2 separate regions of the Gossypium arboreum genome follow, and region 2 is linked to region 1. Evidence: chromatin contacts called from public Hi-C data. All regions are on one chromosome and are shown on one strand. The core of a region is the stretch at or near the end of the contact, and the rest is flanking DNA. Distances in the headings are between cores, read along the strand shown.

Region 1 (7,027 bases), core at 2,540-5,039:
GAGTATAGTTTATCCTTTTCTTTATAATTAAAAGTGTTATTATCTATTTTACAATTTGAATCTAATATTGTTAGGCAGAGATGAAATTGAAGATTATTCGTTGATTTAAATGAATTTTTTAAATATTTTAATAACTATTTTATAATTTTTAAAGTTGAATAACTAAAATATAGATTTACTAGTTATTTAATAACTTTGATTATAAATTATCCTTTTCTTTATTACTAGAAGTGTTGCTATCCGTTTTACTATTTGAATCCAATCTTATTTGACCGAAGTGATATTTAGGATAACTTTAAACCATACTGAGAAAACAATTTCAATTTTGGTTTAATTATTACTTAAATTTTAAAATTAGATTTTAGATTCATAATTTTATTTTCGAAAAAAATGTAGACTGTTGTAACCCAAATTTTATTTGATTTATAAATAATTAAAATTATAATATAAATATATATCTATACTTAAATTACTGAAAGTATCTTAAAAGTACTATATATATTTTTTATAAAAAATCGATAAATTGAGGATTGTAGAATTTAGTTCAAATATAAAGTTAATTTCGCATAACTTTAAAAGGGTTTTCAAACCGTTTGGCTCAAAATTTATATTTAGGATTATTTTCAAAACAATACTTCTCAAGAGATAAAATATTCATTTTAGACATAATACTGTAAATTAATATATATATAAATAATATTTAATTTTTTAATATTATAATAATTCAATAAAATGTAAAAAAATTATACTCATTATTAATACTTTAATATGAAATATTTATAATAATTAATACAAATTATTTGTAAAGTTTAATTTGAATATATAAACTATATTTAGATCTTGTACTATTAAAAGAATCAAATAAAGCAAATTTCAACAGAGTTAATATTTATTGTTTAAAATTGCCATTTATAATTTAATAGAATTATATTTCAAAGCTTTTCATGATTCTACAGATGAAATATTTAATTTAGAGTTGTACTATAAATGAATAAAAATTCATCTCTTTTTTTAAATGTTAATTTTGTTCTAAATGGCGTTATGTGATTCATTCTAATATTACATGGGTTAAATTGACCCATTTAATATTACAAATACTAATATGATCCGGTTTCTATAATAGAGGGACTTCTCAAATACTTTTATCAAATAATAATATGGTTAAAATATGATGCTAGTCTCTGTACTTCTATAGAATTTAAGATTTAATCTTTGTACTTTAGAAGTAAAAAATTCAATCCTCCTACTTTTTCAATTTAAAAATCTCATTTCAACATTACTGTCGTCAGTAGTTTCGATTAAAAAAATTCAATTTAACATGTTTATTTTTCATTAATAAAATGCCACATCACATAATGATAGCCTAAACAACATGTCAATTTGACAAACTTTTTACGAAAAATGATTAGCTAGTTTTGGAAAACTATCTAATAATTTGATTTGAGTACAATCACTTGTAATTACATAATAATAGCATATCTGGGTAACCATTGTAATTGGTGGGTCTCATTGAATAGGATGTAATTGGGAGACCTGAATTACACCTTCCAATTCTTAAGGTGAATGTGAGAATTAGAATAATTACATAGGTAATTACACCAAATCCAATTTTAAAAAGTTATTTTATACAATTTATAAAAATTAATATTATAAACATGAACACATATGAGTGTTTGAGATAATTATAACAAAAATTATTATATTATAAATTCTAAAAAATATGTTATAAATATAATTTGTGTGATTTATAAAATTATAACAAAATTTATATTATTTAAACCCTAAAACTTTTAAAGTTTACTATAAAAAATAATTTACGTGTTATAAAAGTGTTATAATATGTTTATTTATAAAAAAAATTAAGACCAAGAAGTCAGGGGTGAAGCCAGCAAACCTCTTAGGGGGCCAAAATTAAATTGTAATTTTTTATGATAAAAAAATGTAATTTTTAAATGATTAAATCAAAATTTTAGCATTTTAAGGGGCAAAGTGCAGTTTTACCTTTATTAATTTAAAATTTTAAATTGGCTAAATGAGAAATTTTTCATTTTAAGAGGATTGGGCCTCTGCCCACTCCCTAAATTTGTTCCTGCAAGAAGTATGAACATAACTTATTTATGTATCTATGCCATATATTATAAAAATAGTATACTTGTTTATAAAATGTTATATATATATTTTTAATCATAACTTGTTTATAATTTTTTTATAAAGTTATGGAAACAACTATATTATCTACAAGAAGTGTTATGAAAGTTATTGGACAATTTATAATTTTTATAAACCTTGTATATTATAAATTTTATATTATTTTTATGTAATTTACGTATTATAAAAATGATATAACCTAGCATAAGTTTTATTCAAATTAAGTTTATATAAGTTTTAGCTACGAACTATTTGAACTGTGAACCCAAATATTATCAGGTCAATGCTAATTATGTAAATATAAAATATTTTTTGCACCATATTGTGGGATATGATATAATTTAAGAAAATGGTGCCAAACACAAGCATCATAGACATCTTGCAAACTCTTTAATTTTGCGGCATTCAACGCTTTGAAATGTTATTGAGAAGATATTTGTTGTTTTAAAAAAATCCATATTAAGAATTTCACCTTAGTATAGCATAAAAAATTAAAATTGGATCGCATTAACATGTTTCATATTTCACAACTTCATTCATAAGTGGAATTGAAATAATTCTTACTTCTAAGAGTACATGGAAGAATGAGATATAGATAATTTTAACGATGCAGATTCAAATTCAGACGAATTCGATCAAGAACCAGCAGATAATGATAATGGACATATGTTAAATATTAAAAAGGGAATAACTCAACAAGAACGCACTATAATAATCAAGTAAAGTTGCATATGATTTTTATTTTTCTTATTATTTTTATTAGTAATCGATAGTCAACTAATTTTTAGACTAATATAATACATATAATGATTTGATTTTAATTTTTGTTACTTTTTTAGAAATTATTTTTAAAGTAATTAATATTTTAATATGAAATTACAATGTAATTATACTCTATCAACAGAACATGTCTAGAGAATTACAATTATCTTGTAATTACCCGTTTTAATCAATTACTCAATGATATTCAAACAAATCCTTGAAATGTTAATGATTGGACTAAAATATAAATGACTTAATTTTTAATTTTTTAAATACATGGATTAAATGTTAAAATTTATAAAACTACAACCACTAAGGGCTAGTTTGAGTGTTTAGCATTCTTGTCAAAAGTGTTTTTGAGAAATAAAATGTTAATTTTGAACATGTTATTATCAAGTAACAAATATACATTTAAATAATATTTAAATTAATTAATATTATTATATTTTAGTAAAAATATAAAAGAAATTATTATAATTTGTTGTTAATATTTTAATATATGAAATATAAATTTCAAATATTTTTAAGCAATAAATATTAATTATTTATAAAAATTAATTAGAATATATAAACTACATTTTAAATATTTAAATATAACTATTAAATATTTATAATTAATATTTAAAAAATATTTTTAATTTTTAATTAATAATTTTAATACATTTGTAATTAAACATCAAGAAAAAAATATTATCTTATTAGAGGAGTGCTCTTAAAAAACATTTTTAAAAAGCTTAAAATTTCATCTCTTATCCGCTTGTTTAGCATAATTTTTTCTAAAATACTTTTGAAACAAAAAGTATTTTTTTTGTTAACATCGCAAAATAAGCCCTAAAAAGAGAGTGTATATTTTAATCTAATAATATTTTAAAACTTTTAATTTAAATTCGAATTAAAAAGAACCAAATGAGCTATCCCATCTGGTGGACAGATGCACTATATATGTATGTATGTATGCATGTGAGTGTACATCCATCCATGATGATTTGAACCCTTCCCCTTCTTCTTGGCCATAACCATAGACATAAAACTAAAAGTAGTTTTCTGAGAATCGAAGTACTTCTTTTTTGTACTTTTTTTATTTTCTTTTCACTTGCAAAACGTTTTTTTAGCTTATTTTTCTCTTCCTTCCTTAGCTACCACTATAATATAACAGCAAAAAAAAAATTGTTTTTTTAATTTTAATATTATTATTATTTTTCTCTTTACTCTTGAATCTCCCCTTTTTTTCCCTTATTTTTCGATATTTCCTAGATTCACTGGTAATTTTTAGGGTTTACAGATCTAATCTGATACTCTGCCTACTATTTTTCTGTTCTTAGCCATGTTTTGGAAGCTCCCATCTCTATCCGCCTCTTGTCCGGTGAGTAATTTTATTTTAATTAGTTAATTATTTAAGATCTTTTATTAGAGTAAGTTTTATTAGTTGTAATTAACTTGTTAACTTTTGGTTAGATTTTTTTTTCTTTGTAGGTTTGAATCAGTGCTTTTCTTTTAACTTAGTTATGTTGAAATTTACTTCTTTTTATAATTAATTTACTTTTGGATTCATTGATGCCGTAGCAGAGTAGCTTCACTGACTTAGATTTGTCCGCTTGTTTGGAAATTTTCATTGCTCGATTCGATGATTATCTTTTTTTTTGGTTTTTTAGAAATCTTTAAGCTAGTTTATGTGGTAATGGCTGTAGTTCCTTTTATTTGAAGATGAAATATAACTGCTATTGAATCAAATTGGTGAAAATATATTAAGCTAATTATAGTTTGCTGGATTTGCTTTCTAATTGATGTTCATTCTCCATTTCCACTCATTTTCTTATGAATATTGTTGAGTGACTCATTTTAATTTTTTGTTTACTATAATTATGATTAGTTTTGTTGACTGCGATTTTCTTTGATAGGTGGAGTCGATATTAGACAAGGAGAACTTTACTTTGGAAGAGCTTCTGGATGAGGAAGAAATAATCCAAGAGTGTAAAGCTTTAAATAGTCGACTCATCAATTTGTAAATTTTTCCACTATCACATTGCGCTTTTCCAGTTTTTTGCTATTATTAATTTTTTTCTTTCTAATTAGTTTTTTTAGTATATTGCAATTGGTTGGATGCTATGACTTAAATTTTCAAGTGTTTGTATAATCTAGTAGAGAGCTAGTTCTTCATGTACTCGACTTTTTATGTGCAGTCTACGAGATAGAGCCCAGGTTGAGCAGTTACTACGATATGTTGTTGAAGAGCCTCCAGAGGATGCTGATAGCAAACGGGCGTTCAAGTATGTAATTTTCATTAAACCAGGAATAAGGAACTAGACTACTTTGTGTTTCCTTGTATTGTAAATTTTCTGATGCTATTTATTCTTTTTTGTGTAGGTTCCCGTTCATTGCCTGTGAGGTATTTACATGTGAGATTGACGTTATTCTGAAGACTTTAGCCGAGGATGAAGAGGTATGGCCTTCATTTGCATTATTGAATATGCATCTTTAGCTATGGACATTGCTATGGTTTTGTTTCATATGATTTTCTCTTTTTGGCAGTTGATGAACTTACTTTTCTCTTTCTTGCAACCAAACCGTCCTCATAGTGCCTTGCTAGCTGGTTATTTCAGTAAGGTGTGTTTGTTCATGTTCAGTTTAATTTCTGTGGCTTTTCATGCCATGCTTTCTTCAACTACTCCTGTGGTTTTTATTACCATTTGATGAGTTTCATTTGCTTTGTATTTTAGGTTTTTATATGCCTTATGCTACGGAAGTCTGTTCAACTTATGAATTACATTCAAGTAAGTAAGGTTTTTGTGTTTCTTTTCACATTCTTAGCCCTCTTGCAATTGTTGATACTTTTATTCTATGTTATTTGAATATGGATAGTACATTCAATAACCTACAAATCTTGATAACTAATGAATTGAAACTCAGTACTGAATGTGCACTGACAATTTGAACTTTACCTTGTTCCCCTGTTGAAATTTAAACTAATTTTATATGGACATGCATGATCCACCTATGAGATTGGTTACCTATAAGCTTAGTTAAACATACTGAATTACTGGTGTAAACAATCATGTTAGCTATTAATCCTTTCCCTCTGGCAAGTTTGTTCTCTGGGTTTAGCTTATAAGGATGATTTAGGCCCAGTGACTTGCCTGAAAAAATGGGCTTGTTTGTGGTTTATGATCTTGAACTACAAAAGATAGCATGGTTTTATTTGTTTATGTGAATTTACTGAGACAGATTACTAACAGGTACATCAAGATGTATTTCACCAACTGGTTGATTTAATAGGAATCACATCCATCATGGAGGTACCCACCATTTCTTTGTTGGTTTATTATAATATTGGGTTTTATATGGCTTGGCATTTATATGTTTTGGTTGAATATTGAAATGAGGCACACCTTTTCACAGGTATTGGTTCGGTTAGTAGGTGCTGATGATCATGTATATCCGAATTGTTTGGATGTAATGCAATGGTTAGCTAATAGCAATTTGTTGGAAATGATTGTGGATAAATTGAGTTCATCGGTAAGTGAGAATTTTCTATTCTATCATTTTCATGGCATACTATACTTTGTAATGAATCTCACAACCTGTTTTTGCAATTACCAGTGTCCTCCTGAGGTTCACGCTAATGCAGCAGAAACATTATGTGCAATAACACGGAATGTCCCATCTGCTTTAGCTACTAAACTCTCTAGTCCAAGGTCTGTGAGATCTTATTCTTTCTTATGTCAGCCTTACTTGCATCACCATCTCAATTCTGTATCGTGAATGTTTCTGTGATTTTGACCTGTGATTTTGAGTATGTTCATATACAGCTTTGTCGCAAGGATATTTGGTCATGCACTGGAAGATTCACACTCAAAATCTGGCCTTGTACACTCGCTCTCAGTTTGTATCTCATTGTTGGATCCAAAAAGATCAGCAATTGCTTCTCCCTTGATGTATTCTTTCCGAAATCAACAGATGTATGAGCCTCCAATCCCCATAAATCCGGAGACTATTAATGCAATGCTGCCTAAGCTTGGTGAGCGGATATGTTTCTCTGAAAGTTCTATGTAATAGTTTTTACATATAGTTGCATGTAATGTGTTGGCTTTCACTTTTAGCTATGGTGTTCACAGCTGCT
Region 2 (7,027 bases), core at 2,521-5,020, 270 kb before region 1:
AATAACAACTATGCGCTCGTAAATTCTACTAGAGCTTGGACGAGGTCTATATTTCTTAAAAGAGTGGCAGGAAATTGGGTGTGTAACTCCATGATAAAGGGTCATTGGCAAGTTTCGAACTAGGGATCAGTAAAGGTGAACGTTGATGGTTTAGTGTCGACTTTTAAATCAAGAGCAGCCATAGGTGGAGTGGTGAGAGAGATGAATGGTAACTGGATGGGGGGTTTTGAAATGGTGGTGGGTTTATCGGATATCTTTCAGATTGAAGCTCGAGCATTACTTGAAGGCTTAAAATTTGCTTGTGCAAAGAGGTGCCGTAGAGTGGAGATCGAGAGTGATAATTTTGGGTTGGTAACCATTATTCAAAATGGGCTAGCAGTAAATAATATCTACAGTGAAGTTAGACTCATTCAAGGCCGGTTTCTTAAGGATTGAGAAGTGAACTAAGAAAGAGTAATAGGATGGCAGATTGCATTACAAAAGAAGTCCAAGGCAAAATGGAGCACTTGATTATTCATGAAGAACCACCGGAAAGTCTGAGGGATTTATTAGATTATGACAACCAGTGCGCTACATACCCATTGTTTGATGGCGATTAATTCTACTATAATCTTATCTTAAAGCTTTATTCTTTTATCTACCAACAAAAATTCCAATAATTTTTATAGAAATAGAATTAATAAAAACCCTTAAGTTTTGGTTATTTCATAACTCCAATAATAGTTACATCAAATAATATTAATTTCACTTTCATATGCAGCTTTCAAAACAGCAAAATCTCATCTAATTTTTTGTAATTTAAAGCCAAATTGTTCATAATCAAAGAGCTTAACACCCACCTAGTTTGCCCTAGAAATTGACTAAAGGGCCATAAAATAAGGACAAAGATAATGTATAATAACTCTAAATTTTATATGACCTAACACATTTATTTTTTATTTTATAACAAATTTTGCTTCTTAGCAACAAATTATATAATAATTTATTAGTTAACATCAATACAGAATCAAATACATCATCTTATTTCACTCATCTAATCTCTTTAAACATGTCATCCTCAAGTACTAATTGTACTAGTATTAGTCTTAGCTTAATCAATTTAGCAAAATTTTAATATTTTATCTCTTTGATTAATAACCACCAGTGTTGAGAGAATAAATAAAAGCATATTCTTAATAAAAGTATCATTGAAAGTAAATATCTATAACCATCAAATGCTTGGTGTAATGGTACAGCACCAACCTCAAAAAGATTGTATTAATCCTATATTAAGGTTTAATTAAAAATTGGCCTTTAAATTATACCGTTTTTCCATTTATATATTTAAAGTTTTTTTTTGTTTCAAAAGTGATACTTGAACTATCAATTTTATCTTATTTCAAATAAAATACGATAATTACGAATTAACTTTAGATACCTATAGAAATAATGGCAAACTGTTAAATAAATTTATTGGTGCTTCAAGTTTTGGTTTCAAATTTAGAATATAGTTTTTTTTTTAAATTTAGAATATATATTTTTATAATGTTATTAATTAGTTTGAATTGTTAATTATTCAATTAAAATGTTGATATGAATATTTTTTAAAAAATACCCTTTCACACATACACAAAATCAATGTCAGCATGACAAGTTTAATAACATTAACGGTAAATGGACTAGAACTGTAATTTGACCACATTGTAAGTCATAATTAATCAAAAGTTTAGGAAGATTAAGTAATTTCAGTTTGAAAAGAAGCAGTTGGATAAACTAATATCTTATTAAGAATCTATTTTCAATAGCTTAATGCCACACCAAAAATTTTATTAGATTTACATTTGGATTTAATTTTTTTCAGGATGAAAATCTTGAAAGCATGCTTAACTTGAGTTGCGAGTTGCAAGTCAATACAAAATAAATAGATAAGATAAAAAATAATTTAAAGAAAGTGATTAAGACTCAAAACAATAGTATTATACTTACAAAATACAACAAGATTAAAAGAAATGGAGATGATAAAAAGATGACAACACTTATATAAAAATACATTTAAAAAGCAACAAAAATTTAGAAACAAACAGGGATTGAAAAGACACCCTTATCGATAATTCTTGTTTTCTTTTATTATTTACATTTCAATGGCCCCCCTTGTCAATGGTATAGAAAATAAACTGCAAAAGGGAACCCCTCCCACAAGACATAAACTTGCACTCATTCCTCATTTGTTATTACATCATTGTTTTCTTATTGTAATAAAGGTGAAATGTTTTTAAGCATTGCTCCTGAAAGATCCAAGGGCTTTAATTGCTGCTGCTCTTAGGATGTATTGGTGGTAAAAGGCTGCAACGAAAGCACCAATGAAGGGTCCAACCCAGAATATCCACTGAAATAACACCACATGAATTTCATTTAAAATTTTTTTTCAATGGAAATGTAAATTTTATATTTTTAGTAAAAGTATAAAAAAAAAAAGAAAAGGAAATTTACTTGATCATCCCAAGCTTTTTCTTGGTTGTAAATCACAGCAGCTCCAAAGCTCCTTGCTGGGTTGATGCCAGTGCCAGTGATAGGGATTGTGGCAAGGTGAACCATGAACACGGCAAATCCAATGGGAAGTGGTGCCAAGACCTTAAATATATATATATATATATATATATATATTTTTTTTTTGCATACAAAGAAAATAATTACTCATAATGTTTATAATTTCAAAATTGAGAAAAAAATTAATAATAAGAGGGACTTATATGGCAAGTTGGCAACCCTCCTATATGCCTAACCATGAAAGTTCCTACTAAGGAAATTAGTGAAAAATTGATTGTGTATAACAAAATCTACATATGGACAATCTACAAAAGTAGTATCCTAATTGATCCCCTAATTTTCTTTCAATTTCTTAATTTGACTCAAATATAAATATTGATTCATTTATAGAAGAGAGAAGGGAACATACAGGAACATGGGAATCCCTTGCACTCCTCTTGGGATCAGTGGCTGAGAAGACAGTGTAGACAAGAACGAAGGTGCCAATGATCTCAGCACCCAAGCCGGTGCCCTTGTTGAACCCATCTTGGAGCTCGTTGGCACCACCTCCATAGCTATTGTAGTAAGTCTTTTGGAAAGCCTTCACCAACCCACACCCACAGATTGCACCCAAGCACTGAGCCACCATGTACAACAGGGCTCGGATCAGTGACACCTTCCGCCCCACGAACAGTCCAAACGTCACCGCCGGGTTGATGTGTCCTCCTGTTGGGTTCACACGTTTCAACAGTGTTTTCCTCACCCAAGGTTATACTAAAAGTTTGCATTTAATTATACACTCACCAGAGATACCAGCAGTGCAGTAAACAAGGATAAAGATCATGCCACCAAAAGCCCAAGCAATACCAAGTATACCAACACCACCACAATCCGGGTCATTAGTATTCTTTACCGGGTCGGTTTGGACTTTATACCCGATCACAGTCAACACCGTGACATACAAGAAAAGAAGGGTGGCAATGAACTCAGCGATCGCCGCCCTATAAAGCGACCATTTGGTGAGTTCTTCCATGTCAATCAACGGTGCCGGTGGTGGGTCATGGTAGTCCTTCGCTGAGAACTCCGCTCCGCCGCCTTGCTCCGCCGTGGTCTCAATATCTTTAGTCATATTGTGTTTTAAGCTGTGAAAATGTTCGTTTAAGCTATGGGTGAAGAGTGGTGAGAGGGAGAGGGAGAGGGAGAGGGAGTGTATATAAGGGGCAAACATAGAGGAGGCGACATCATGATGATGATAGTGATTAAGGTGATTGATTATGATGTGATTATTTTTAACATTTATTCTAAGCCGTCCAACTTTAGATTATCTTCATTTGCATGGTCCCACCCTTAACTATACATTTGTTTTTCTTTTTCTAATTTCACTATAATTTTTTTAAAGTTTTCAACTGTCTTACTTGCATTTAGGGCTAATTCTCATTTTAATCCCTTTATTAAATTGAAATTTAAAATTTAATCTCATTACTTTGGTCCTTTACTTTTATAAATGTTATTAACAATTCAAACTTGATAACACAGTTTGTTGTTATAATTATAGTGATGGTATGAATTTTTTTTAAAAATTTCTTATTCTATTACACAATCAAAGCCATCTCAAAATTCAGTTAACCATGTTCAATTAAACACTTAGGGTGTTTTTAAAAAAATTTCACATGATCGTTTTAACAATAGCTAGTCAAAGTGTGTCAATTTAAACATGCTAATATTATTATAGATTAAATATCAAATTTTAGAATTTTAGATAGACTAGAATCACAATTAATCCCTTTTACATTTAATGGATGATGCTCTTCTATAATCCACCAAACTTGTTTGATGAGAAAATACAAATTAAACATACAACTACTAAAAAGCAAAACCCTAAATAAATAAAGTAAATTCAATAATATTAAAAAATAAAAAAAACAACATTATCTTTTAGTATAAATAAATAAATAAAAGGTCAGATTCCTTAATTATTAAATGAATTATTATTTAAATAAAGCAAAACTGCTGTCGTATGGTGGGCTGGTGATAAACTTATGACTCTGAATATATACCTAAAAGCCAAATTTAATTTTTGCAAGAAAATATGAATATGTGGTTCATGTTTTGTTGTTATTGTTTAATCATTGACATGTGCATGGTTTTGATTTTCAACCACCTATTTCAATTTTCTTCTTTTCTTTTATTTTTTTTTTATTTTTTTCCCTCGTTGATTTAGGGTTAATTTGAATCACCAATCTATTTATTTCTAATGAGTTTAAAAGAAAGGTCAGAGTGAGTTTAATTAATATAGTGATTAGTTAAAAGTTTGTAGCAGTGAAATTAAAAATAAGAGTAAATTTGTATTTGGATTTAAACTCAATTATAACTGTGAAGTGGGAATAGAAATTACCTATTAAAGACAATAATAAACTTTAATTAAAATAACTCAAAAAGAATATTTTTGTAAAACAATTCTCCACCAAAGTAAATTTACTCCTATTAAAGCGTAAAGCACCAGCTAAAATTGAGGGCTATGGTGCAATTCAACTAACCCACTACACTTCACCACAAGTGTAAAGAGAAAGTTGCTTCACCGTTTATAAGGCGTATACCCTAATTCTATCTCATCATGGGTGAAATGGTATCCAGAGGGATCCTTAATCATTTTCTTGGCAGTCAAACAAATTTAGTTGCTTAAATAAAATTAAACATCCTAAATGATAAACATCTAGGATGTCTCACCATCGAATTTCTCCATCAAAATAGTTTCAAATTGGATATTTTAGATTGGAATAAATCAAATTTTAAATTTTCAAATCATTCTAAATTGATATGCATCTCAATTTAAATTAATTGAGATTTAAATTATTTTAAGTTAAAATTATTTTCAGATATTGAACAAATTTATATGGTTAACATTTTATTATTATGTAAACTTTGTTGATTGGAAAATTAATTCTTTTAGGAGAAGTATAAATTTTGTATAAAATTTTCTAAAAAATTAAAGGAGACCGACCATTTAGACTAACAATAATGCTGACAAATAATATTTGTATAATGTTTTGCAAAATGTTGACATTAATGTAAAAATGGACCCACCATTCCAACTCAATTTTACATATAAAAATCTCGAAACGTTACCCTCATAACTCCATCATCGTAGCATATAAATAATTATATGATAACTTCGTCTGTTTATTAATTCAATCATTAGTCGCGTGATAAAAAAATTTATGTACTAATGACATTAATTTCATGTTTGAGTTCCATTTCTATATAATTTCTACATTTATAAAAATTACACGACTTTGATACTCTTTAGTGTTTGATAATCATATTAAATCTTAACTAAATTTGAAATTTAATTTTTAAATAATAAGAGATTAATTTAAGAAAGTTTTAACCTCAAAATGAAATTATTTTCGAAAGACTAAAATTATAAATTAATATAATGATTAAATTATATTTTGACCTCTCAAAATTTATAGTCCAATTTTCCTCTATTTTTTTTCTACTTCTATCGTTATTCTTTGAATGAAATTTTTCATTCATAAAACTCAAATTCAATTTTTTTAAAAGACTTAATAAATATATAATTCTACTAATTCATAATTCAAACTCAATAATTCCATTCCATTTGGAACAGCTATCAGTCTTTCTTGAATGAAAGTTACGGCTAGAAAGACACCACGTGTCCGATGAGTATGAAATCAACTTCTCTTGATTTATAGTGCCCCATTGGGTGGACGGTGAGGAGGAAATTTCAGGCAAATGTTTTTCTAATAAGACTTTTAGTAAGAGTGATATCATCATCTAATCCTTAATACTTTACCCTACCAATGAAGGATCACTTATCCCACTCCACAAAGGTTGGAGACTTGCTAAATTAATCACATTGCAATCTATAATGTTTAAACAAAATTTTCTCAGATTAGTTTATTAAACAACTCCTCTCATTCATCTATACAAAAAGAACTAAAAAACTATACTCTCTATTTTTTATGCTACCACACCAAATACGCTTCAATAACACAATATATATAACATTTCAATAATATAATATTTTAATTTTTAACTTATTGAATCGTAACTATATTAACATTAACAATATTACCAATGTAAAATGATCATTATCCTCCTATTTAAAAATTAAAAATCTCTGAGTAGATTTAAACATTATATAAAAAATAAATATAATAAGAATCTATAACAAAATTAATGTTCAAAAAATATTTTAACTTCCAGTTAATATTTTCATCGAAAGCTCTTTTAGAATTTTCTAACAATGAAAAATTAACTCTTTTATTTTAATTGGTAGAATTCCTAAGTTTGTTCATATAAATTGTTTCTTTTTCTTTTAAAGTTACAAGTACATCAATATTCTAATCAAGGTCAATTATTATAAGTTAATTATTAAAACTTGGAAGCATTAACTTGAATATATATATATAAAAAGCCCACAAATGATTTGTATATAACGAGACTCAAACCTAAACCTCAACCTTTGGTGTGCATCAAAATTGTTGAATTTGTTAAT

What was found. Hi-C and Micro-C count contacts between places; a contact is called where the count stands out from the background.
Region 2: a Hi-C map of leaf shows a contact between it and region 1, with 2.5 times the contacts expected there. The contact joins the promoter of LOC108480206 here to the promoter of LOC108483340 in region 1. A contact is called at or near these places in 2 of 5 Hi-C or Micro-C datasets (both in leaf).

The regions. Positions count from the first base shown.
Region 1 is chr1:5,975,723-5,982,749 of ASM2569848v2, reverse strand. It overlaps LOC108483340, which reads left to right and starts at 3,789. Exons shown (of 20, transcript XM_053026703.1): 1 at 3,789-3,854; 2 at 4,233-4,273; 3 at 4,809-4,912; 4 at 5,091-5,177; 5 at 5,275-5,350; 6 at 5,440-5,514; 7 at 5,628-5,681; 8 at 6,144-6,203; 9 at 6,307-6,423; 10 at 6,508-6,602; 11 at 6,717-6,925. The coding sequence starts at 3,842.
Region 2 is chr1:6,241,424-6,248,450 of ASM2569848v2, reverse strand. It overlaps LOC108480206 (probable aquaporin PIP2-2), which reads right to left and starts at 3,770. Exons shown (of 4, transcript XM_053026731.1): 1 at 3,310-3,770; 2 at 2,936-3,231; 3 at 2,470-2,610; 4 at 2,049-2,365. The coding sequence starts at 3,733. The coding sequence ends at 2,252.